Linked DNA regions of Sus scrofa: region 1 is linked to region 2. Evidence: chromatin contacts called from public HiChIP or PLAC-seq data. All regions are on one chromosome and are shown on one strand. Each heading gives the region's core, a stretch centred on a gene start, on an enhancer-like site or on the middle of the called end of the contact. The rest is flanking DNA. Distances are from core to core; before and after follow the strand shown. Region 1 has its middle 480 kb from the start of ADAMTS9. Region 2 overlaps LOC106505633 (a long non-coding RNA gene).

Evidence for each region. HiChIP or PLAC-seq counts read pairs in DNA pulled down with a chosen protein or histone mark.
Region 1: an H3K27ac HiChIP or PLAC-seq map of skeletal muscle shows a contact between it and region 2. The contact joins two enhancer-like sites. A contact is called at or near these places in 5 of 47 Hi-C or Micro-C datasets (embryonic fibroblasts, fetal skeletal muscle, psoas muscle and 2 more) and 1 of 2 datasets of contacts at active chromatin or transcription factors (skeletal muscle).

Annotation. Positions count from the first base shown.
Region 1 is chr13:46,682,830-46,687,656 of Sscrofa11.1, forward strand. No RefSeq gene overlaps it. Among named protein-coding and RNA genes, the nearest start is that of ADAMTS9, 480 kb to the left of the region's middle. Within about 2 kb of position 2,797, at least 20 of the 83 cell types and tissues checked have an H3K27ac peak or open chromatin away from gene starts, as enhancers often do. A contact at or near this core is called in skeletal muscle and subcutaneous adipose tissue, where this site is marked.
Region 2 is chr13:46,472,423-46,476,640 of Sscrofa11.1, forward strand. All of the region lies in intron 5 of LOC106505633 (a long non-coding RNA gene), which reads left to right. Among named protein-coding and RNA genes, the nearest start is that of ADAMTS9, 270 kb to the left of the region's middle. Within about 2 kb of position 1,884, at least 9 of the 83 cell types and tissues checked have an H3K27ac peak or open chromatin away from gene starts, as enhancers often do. A contact at or near this core is called in skeletal muscle and subcutaneous adipose tissue, where this site is marked.

The DNA of each region.
Region 1 (4,827 bases), core at 1,547-4,046, 210 kb after region 2:
CATCTCTAAGGTGGTGGCTTCAGATTACAAGTCTGTATGATTGTCATCTCTCCAAAGGTAACTAAATCACTATGCCCAATTGCAAAAATATCCTGGAGAAAGGCTTTCATAGATGCCATCAGTGTCTACCCCTTGTCAAATCAGAAGAGCCATGAAAACTCTACTTGACTATAAGGGTCCCTGTGAGAGCTGGCAGGGAAGAAAGGAAACAATAGATTGCTCCCCATACCAGTTCCCATCCATCCCACCCCTACCTATTCCTGACAATACACATACACATTTCAAAGTCACTTAGGCTCTTTTTATTTATTTATTTATTTATTTATTTATTTATTTATTTTGCTTTTTAGCACTGCACTTGCAGCACATGGAAGTTTCCAGCCTAGAGGTCTAATTGGAGCTGCAGCTGCCAGCCTGCACCACAGTCACAGCAACACCAGATCTGAGCCACATCTTCAGTCTACACCACAGAGCATGGCAATGCCAGATCAAACTCACACACTCATGGATACTAGTCAGGTTCGTAACCCACTGAACTACAATGGGAACTCCCTGTCTCTTATTACGCCACCCTACTCTCCCATGTGGTAGAGGAATGGAGACACCACTGGAAAATTCTCCCCATTCAGGCTGGTTGGAATTCCCATTTCCAGCCTCTCCATGTGCTCCCAAAGTGCAAACTTCCTCACACACCTCTGAAGCCAGGGTAGCAAATCTTTTGGAATACTCTAAACACAGATGAGTCAGTGCAGTCAAACACTTGGCCAATTCTAGCATAATTTCTAACTAGGACCAGAAATGCCAGATACAATGAGTCCATCAGTGATTAGCCCTAGTACCTTAGGCAAGTCATTCAACTTCTGTTTGCTATGTTCTCCTAAAAGGTAAACTTATGTTCCCTGTGGTGTCTTCGCTCCGGGTCATGATTTTCTATAGCGGGACAGTTTTCTGGTGCTATTCTCTTAGACGTGTATCCCTGGTAATGTTCTTACTATCAAATACTACTCAAATGATGATATAGCAAGAGAGCCTCAGCATGGAAATACGAATCTGAATTCCCAACCCAGCCCTAACCTCAGTTAGTCTCGTGTTGCCTTGAGAAGGCACTAAACTTGGGCGTCCAAGTTGTCACCTACAAAACGAGGGAACTGAAGTAATTGTCTCCATATTTCCTTCCAGCTCTATGCTAACAATACCCCTTCAGCGTAACAACTATTTTAAGACTGGACTTGAGGTAACTTAAATGTTACCGTCACGGAAAATTTCAGATGCCTTTGTTCAATAAAGGAAGTACCAGGACACTGTCAAATATGGAATTCTCTTGTATACAAGTGGCAGGAGGAAAAAAAATGTAAGAAAGCAACCTCTTAGCAAGGATTCTGAGAGACTCTCTGAAGTAATATCCCTGAGAGGATATAGCTGCTCACTAAGAGGCCTGGAGCCTGACAGAGCAGGAGAGACAACACATAGAACACTTTCCCTTGTAATCTGTGGCTCGTCTTTCATGGTCTGTGTTTTCTGCCCCTCTCTTGATTCCATTTATTGGTTAACTACAAATAGTTTCCTTGGCCTGGTGGTAAGCCCTATTTGTGATTTATAAGATGGATTCCAAAGCAATCTTTGTTTTGTTGCAGGCAGAGAAATTGGCTCGCTGGACCTCTGGCCTTTGGAGTTCTGAAGGAGGCTTAACCTGAGCAGAATATTATGTCTGAGGAGCCAAGCAGTCCCTGGGCGGCTACAATCGTATATCCATAGCCTGCCAGAAAATATGCTTTTGTTCAGGAATCATTTTCAAGTCACTGCCCATGCCTCTCCACAGAAACAAATGCCATTCAGTCATTATTTTCTCTCTGACCTGTACTTGAATACACATACATTTCTCCATGGTATCAAATGCTCTTCTGCCAAGACTCTGGCCTCAAACCATTCTCTTAGAAGATGTGAACAGAGGACACCTAGCTTCACAGCACAACTCATTTTGCTTATGTGTCCTGTTTGGTGAACCTAATCACATCTTCCATATTAAAAGCAGCAAAAAAAAAAAAAAAAAAAAAAAAAACAATGAGAGATGTAAAATTCAAAGATGAGGATGGCCAAGTGTGGTATTTGATGCTCTTAAGAAATGAGGAGGGTTGGAGGTCCCGCTGTGGCACAGTGGGTGAATAATCTGACTACAATGGCTAAGGTCGCTGCCAAGGCATGGGTTCAATCCCCAGCTGGCCGAGTACAGTAGGTTAAAAGATCCAGCATTGCCACATCAGCAGGTCAGATTCAATCCCCGGCCCCAGGAACATCCATATTTCATGGGTGCAGATAAGAAAGAAAGAAAGAAAGAAAGAAAGAAAGAAAGAAAGAAAGAAAGAAAGAAAGAAAGAAAGAAAAAAATGAGGAGGGTAGAAAAAACATTTGTAGAGCATTTACTACAGGTTAAGTTTTAAGTGTATTTGTCAAATTAAATTGAAATGACAGAGGTGGGGGTGGGACCTGAACCCAGGTTTTGTTGGCTCCAAAGCCTGAGTTTTTTCCTTACTCCTAAAATACCTGATTTTGATTTAGTACAGTTGGGAGAGCATGGCCCTCGTTTCCTAAGTCAGACTCAACCTTGATATATTTAACCTAAGGTTTCCCATCTGACAATCAGGGCTTCTTTCTACAATATTTTCCTAATGCCCCAGAAAGTACAGTTTTTCTCTAGAAAAAGCTCTTAGAATTTTACTATCTTGCTTACTTGAAAAGTCAGATTACACTCCACATTCAAAACAAAATAGCTCCCCCTACAGCTTTTACTCCGTCCACATCCTCTGCTTTGGCAAAGGACCCTGAGAACCTCAGGTCTGATGCAGGATGGCTGAGCTGGGTGTTTGCCCTTTATTGATGGTCATAATTTCTAGTCCATTGGTTTAGAGAGGATTAGCAGGTACAGGCTAGGGACTGGGAGATGTCCCTTTAGCATTTTCCATACTTTCAGCAAAATAAATCTATATACCTTGTTCTGATTTTGCCTGGCTTTCTGGAGCTTCAGTTCCCTTCTGACTTGCAACGCAGCATAACTGACAAAGGCAGGCTCTGTCAGCCTTCCAAGTGCTAAGATTCCTCTGTGACATCAGGAGTCCCAGCTTGGCTTGGCGCCCACTCCTTCCCCGGAACTGTTTGGAACCCCACAGGGCTGTGCGTCAGCATCACTTCGGAAAGCGGCACCAGCATGCTCTCCTGCGGGTGACTGCCAGGGAGGCCGGCCAGTGATGCAAGGACTGATGGGAACTCTCTGTAGTGTCATCAGTGCCCAGGGGCATGGGAACGTTCTACATTTGAAGTGGCCTAATGTCATTTGCTCTCATCATTATCCCTTCCAACAGCTAGCTGTCTCCACCCCTCTTCCATGTCATTCCCTCTCCTAGAGCATTTTTCCAGGAAATTCGGGGACAGGGGGAAGAGAGGACCGTTGCATATCCGTGCAAACCCGACCTACGTGAATAAATGATGTGAGATGGCTAATGATCAGGCTTCCAACCACCACTACCTAAATTAAAGATGTTAAAGATGATTAAATGAGAAAAGGCAGCTGAAATGTGCCCTGTAGAACTGAAAGCGCAAAGAAATCATAATAGCTACCAGGTCATGAGTTCTTCACATGTGTAACAACCTTACATGTAATATTTCACTTAATCTTCAAAACAGGCTTGGGAGGTCAGATCTATTAATAGATTCATTCTGCAAGAGGAGGAGAATGAAACTGAGAGAAGTTAAATAATTCCACCAAGATGATACAGCTATCAAATCGCAGAGTGAAGAAGTGAACCTGTATCTGTATGACTCCAAAGTCCATGGTCTGAGCGCCCTGCTGCACTGCTCCCCAAAACAGATGCCAGTTGATGAGAAGCTGTTTATAACAGAAAATATGATCAGATACTAGGAATGATATTTAGATACTCAGATACTTGAGAAAACAAATGTTAAAACATGAGCATGCTTTTCCCCTGAAGTTGTAATCTGCATCCATAAATTCTTTCACCTTGATGACAGGACATGATAATTAACATGTATAGAATGACTTGTGGCTTTTTAAGCATTTCCACATAGGCAGAATCTATGACAAACAGAGGGCAGGAGTCATTGTTATTCCCACTTTCTAGGCAAAACAACTGAGGCTAAAGGAGATTAAGTGACATAGCTAAGAGTCCATAGTTTTAAAGCAAGAGTCTTCTAGTTTTTGGTTCACGGTTTTTTCTACTTCCCTGAGATGTCGGACTTGGGAACAAATGGTAACTTCAACATTTCACCTCCCACCCACAGCAAAACTTTTCCTTCAGACCTGCCTTCCTCCTTAACAAGACAACTCTATCCAGAGATGGGATATAGTCATTTATTTGCATTTATCCTCCCTGACTATCCAGCTTCTTCAGAAAATTCCCCAAGTTTCCTTGACCAGATGAGAGTTGTGAGCAGTGGAAAGAATTACAAAGCAGGAGGAATGAATGGAAGTGTGGCAGACTAAACAATCTGGGGACGACATTGCCTAAACTGGTGGATTTATTTTCATTGAGTAGTTTAATTCGAGCCATGATTATCCCTCCCTTGTCAATGGTATCAACGGAACGACACCCTAAGAGTCCCTGCGACCCAGTCTAGCCACTTGGATCCATTTCTCAGTGAACCAGTGTAATCTTACAAAAAATGCATGTCCCACTCCAGCTTTAAGCCTCTCAGATGCTTCCTAAGGCATTAGGATTAAGATACCAAATCCTCATAATAACATACAACCCTGGTTTACCTGTCCAAATTCTTAGGTCACTGCTTCACGTGCCGCCTTTCCCCTCTGAGTTTTCA
Region 2 (4,218 bases), core at 634-3,133:
CATCAGGTTCTTACCCAAGAGATTAGATATGGTTCCCTGTGCTGTGCAGCAGGACACCATCACCCATCCATTATAAATTAAACAGTCTGCATCTACCAACCCCAAACTCTCCCTCAGCCCCCTTCTCTACCCTCCCCCCCGGCAAACACAAGCCTGCCCTCCATGTCCATGATCTGTTTCTATTTTATAGATAGATCATTTGTGTCATATTTTGTACTCCTCATATAAGTGATATAATATGGTGTTTGTCTTCTCTTTCTGACTTACTTCACTCAGTATGAGAGTCTCTAGTTCTATCCATGTTGCTGCAAACAGGATTATTTTGTCCTTTTAATGGCTGAATAGTATTCTATTGTATATATGTACCACATTTTCTTAATCCATTCACCTGTCGATTAAAGGCCTAAATGTAAGGCCAGATATTATAAAAATGTCAGTATCTTTTGATTCTCCTTAGTGACAGACACACCTACAAGTGAACTTACATATGTGTATGTTTATATGAAACATAGAGGACACAAGAAAGGGTAGGAGACATGAAAAACAGTGGAGGAAGATAAAAATTTCAAGATTCAAATCATGTTGCTGCTACCCCACTTCAGAGAGTCTCTGAGGAAAGAGCTAGAAGGGCTGTTCACCACTCAGCTTCCTTCCAAGAAATGAAATTATGAGCAAAGGAAGGGCCAAGAAAATGCCAATTTGTGTCACACTAACATCTTTGTTAAGGCTGAACATGGACTTCAGAAATGTAAACTTGGAACTCCAGTGAGCACAGCCAGCCTTGAGGGATTGATATTGGGTTCTTCTGAAGGACTGAGGGAGATCCAAGAGGAGATCCAATGAGATACTCACTAATGAGAAAATGTACTGACACTAGGGTTTCATTTGCAAGAGTAGCGAACTCAGAAAAATGGAATCCCTAAAACTGCATTTGGAACTGTCTGTCATTAGAGACAGACAGAGACAGTGATTGCTAGAGAAAAATGAGACAACAGACAAACCAAAGAGAGAGGCTCTAATTGAGAGGACCTGGGGGAACCAATGAAAAAAGAAAAGCCCAAACTTTCCTGCCTCAGGTGCAAACTGCTACATTTGGAATGGCTGGACAAGGGGGCCCTACTGTACAGCAGAGGAAACTGTGTGTGATTGGGTCACTTTGCTGTATAATAGAAATTGAAGTAACATTGTAAATCAACTACAATTTTAAAAAGTGTAAACTTACTGAAAAAAAAACCTTCAAAGGCTACCTTCCTCCTGGTTGGTGGACTGCAGTTGCTTGGAATAACCACCAACGCCTTATACATATTTCAAACTCTCCTTCCTGGGTTTATAATTTTCACAGAGGCAGCTGCAAATGTAAGTCATGAATGTAAGATGATGCTTCTTTGCGGGGTTGTAAAGACAATCTAAGAACAAGTTATTTCAGAGTCACAGAATTCACAGCTGGAGACCTTTTCCATTGCCTAATGCACTTACCCGTGAAGCTTTCATTGTTTCACTCTTACCCAGTTGTATCATTATTTAACTTACCTCATCAGGGAAATCATTGTTTAAAAAATGAATATAAATGGCAAAAGAGTTTTCTACTTATCTGTTCCAGGATAATAGCCTCCCTCCCCCACTTCCCGCCACAGAAGGGTTAGGCCCCTGTGGGTGATGAATGGTTCCAAAGAGTCTGACAGTCCCAGCGAGAGACATGAGAGTAAAAATAACTAGCTGATTACCAATAGGGAGCAAATTGGCCACTTGAGAATTCAGTGGCTGGAGGGACGATGAATGAGAAAACAAAAATCCTCATCAAGAGACTAGGCTTTCTGATTAGTCCAAGCGCTGGTCACCGTGTTCCATGCCTCTCCCTCCCTGCTGTGTGATGATTTACATCCGTTTGGACATCATTTTGTATTTGGGGTAGTCATTTCCAAAAGGGTGTTTAGAAGACTTTGAAGTACTTAATTATAACCAGGAGGCAGTTAGGGGCCAAGAAGTGAAATGGGAGCTGCTGTCTTGGGCTGTGGAACGTTCATGTATAGAAGAAGCCCATGTCTGGTTGGTTTGATCTGGTTTTTCATTCCATCACCCCATAAGGCAGCCTTCCAAGGTTTTCTGGACTCTGGAAGCAAATTAAAATGAGAGTATTCTTGGCCAAGGGAATCCACATTCAAGGCAGCTTCAAGGATTTCAATATGTGAATGGACTGGGCTTTCTGTTAATAGTCAACTACTAAAAATAGAAGTAATTTGAGAATCTTTTGAAGGGAGACCATTTTTACTAGTCTTCATTTGAACAAATCCATTAAATGAGGGAGGATATATAATGAACCATTGACAGGCTAGCCATCCTCAAAAAGCTTCAATGCTAAGTCATATATATGTGAAGAGATGCAGGATGATTAACCACTAGCCCCCAATTGGGCATAGCAATATGAGCTGTAGGAATTAAGAGAAAGAGGAGGATTTTAAGTTAGCTAAGCAGAAAAGGATGCAGGGAAGAAGGATGATATTACCCAGGACTTGAAAAATGAAAAGAACAATGGTAAATTTCTGGGAAAATATGGCTTGAATCTGTTTTTTTTTTTTTTTTTTTTTTTTTTTTTTTTTTTAATGATTTGTCTTGAGTAAGGGGTTCTGGGAAGATGAGCCTGGATATCATTTCCCATGTATGCATGGTCCTTCAACATCAGGCAGGGAATGGCTTTGGTCTTAGGAACAATGGAAGAACATTAATGATTCTGAGTAGAGTCAGAACTGTGTTAGAGATCTGTTATCTTCATAGGACAAAAACAATGTTCTCTGAAACTTTACCAACTGGAAAGATCAAAAGTTAAGCCCATCAATTGATTCTTCTTTGGTGTAGACACCTGCACTATGGGAAAGAAGAATGCATAACACAGTGCCTGACACATGGAAGGGTTACCCAATACTACTGAATAGATGAATGAAACTGAAGGTACTAGTATTTCTAGAAAGAGCTGAGGAAGACCTGAGGTTACCTCAGCCCTCTCAAGAGGCAGGGATGAATGATTTGAAGAGGATCAGGTTAGAGGTTAAGTGAACTTGGGTATTTGACTTGACCTTCCTGGGTCTTTATCTCCTCACTTAAAAAGACAAAGATAAGTTTGTGAATAGGATCTAACTACACAAAGTTTCTTGTATGTATGTTTGGGGACACAGATGCCTGAATAGCTTGAATCGAGTGCTTGGAGGAGCCCAATATTCCACTTAAAGTTAAAAACCTGGGGATTAAATTTCCTTCATACTTTAAGAGGCTGAGATTCTCAGAATCCAAGGATGTTTCTCTTCCCTGGAAGGACAATTGGAATGCCTGACCCCACAACTCTGCTAATTTTGTCATCTTGGAGGTCCATGGCTGATTGGTTTCACTGAAATGAGGAGGAAAGAATTTTGCTTCTAAGCATCAACTCAGATTCCCCAGCAATTTAAGGAGTATTATTGATCTGATCAGCCATGCTGGGGTGTAATTGACCATCAAAAGAGACAAATCACTGAAAGTCACTTGCTCCATCAGAATGTGACATTGGCAAAGTGTAATCTCTGACACAGCCCTTTTTTGTAGAATTGTTTTTTTTCCATTTCTGCTTCCTTTCTTTACAATGGCTTCTGTCATAAGGTTATTGGAAAGAATAACTAGTTAATGATGGGGAAAAATTACTTGGGAAAATGATGTACTTTTGCTCTGAAGACTATTGTTCAAAAACAATATGCAATAATATTTTTGTTGAACGAACACATTCAGTAGGTGCTCTGATTTGGGGACTTGTCAATAATGACATGATGCTGACTGGCTGAAATATGAGCAGTTAAAGAAAATGTTATCTTTCACCAGAAGCTATTTTCAGTATAAAACTCCAGCACGGAAATGTAGTTCTTGCAATTTACAATGAGACAGGGCTTTTAATAATGATTTTTGGCTTAATGTATTAATGAATGGAGATCTGAAGGATAAAGGACTTACAATGTAATAAGGAAAGCTCAAGAAGAGATTAGACTCTAATCAAAATAAATTGTGTTTTAAAATTGATTTCAATAAATTCAACTGTTTCCCTTTATTTATACTAAAAAGAAAGGTACTGTGGTAAGCTGATTCATATCACTGAAATAAAAAGAATGCATATTATGTTTTAATATAATATTAATAAATTGCAAGTACCAGTTTACAAGAAGAAACCATATATAGGCAAGAATAGATATTCTTGGTGAG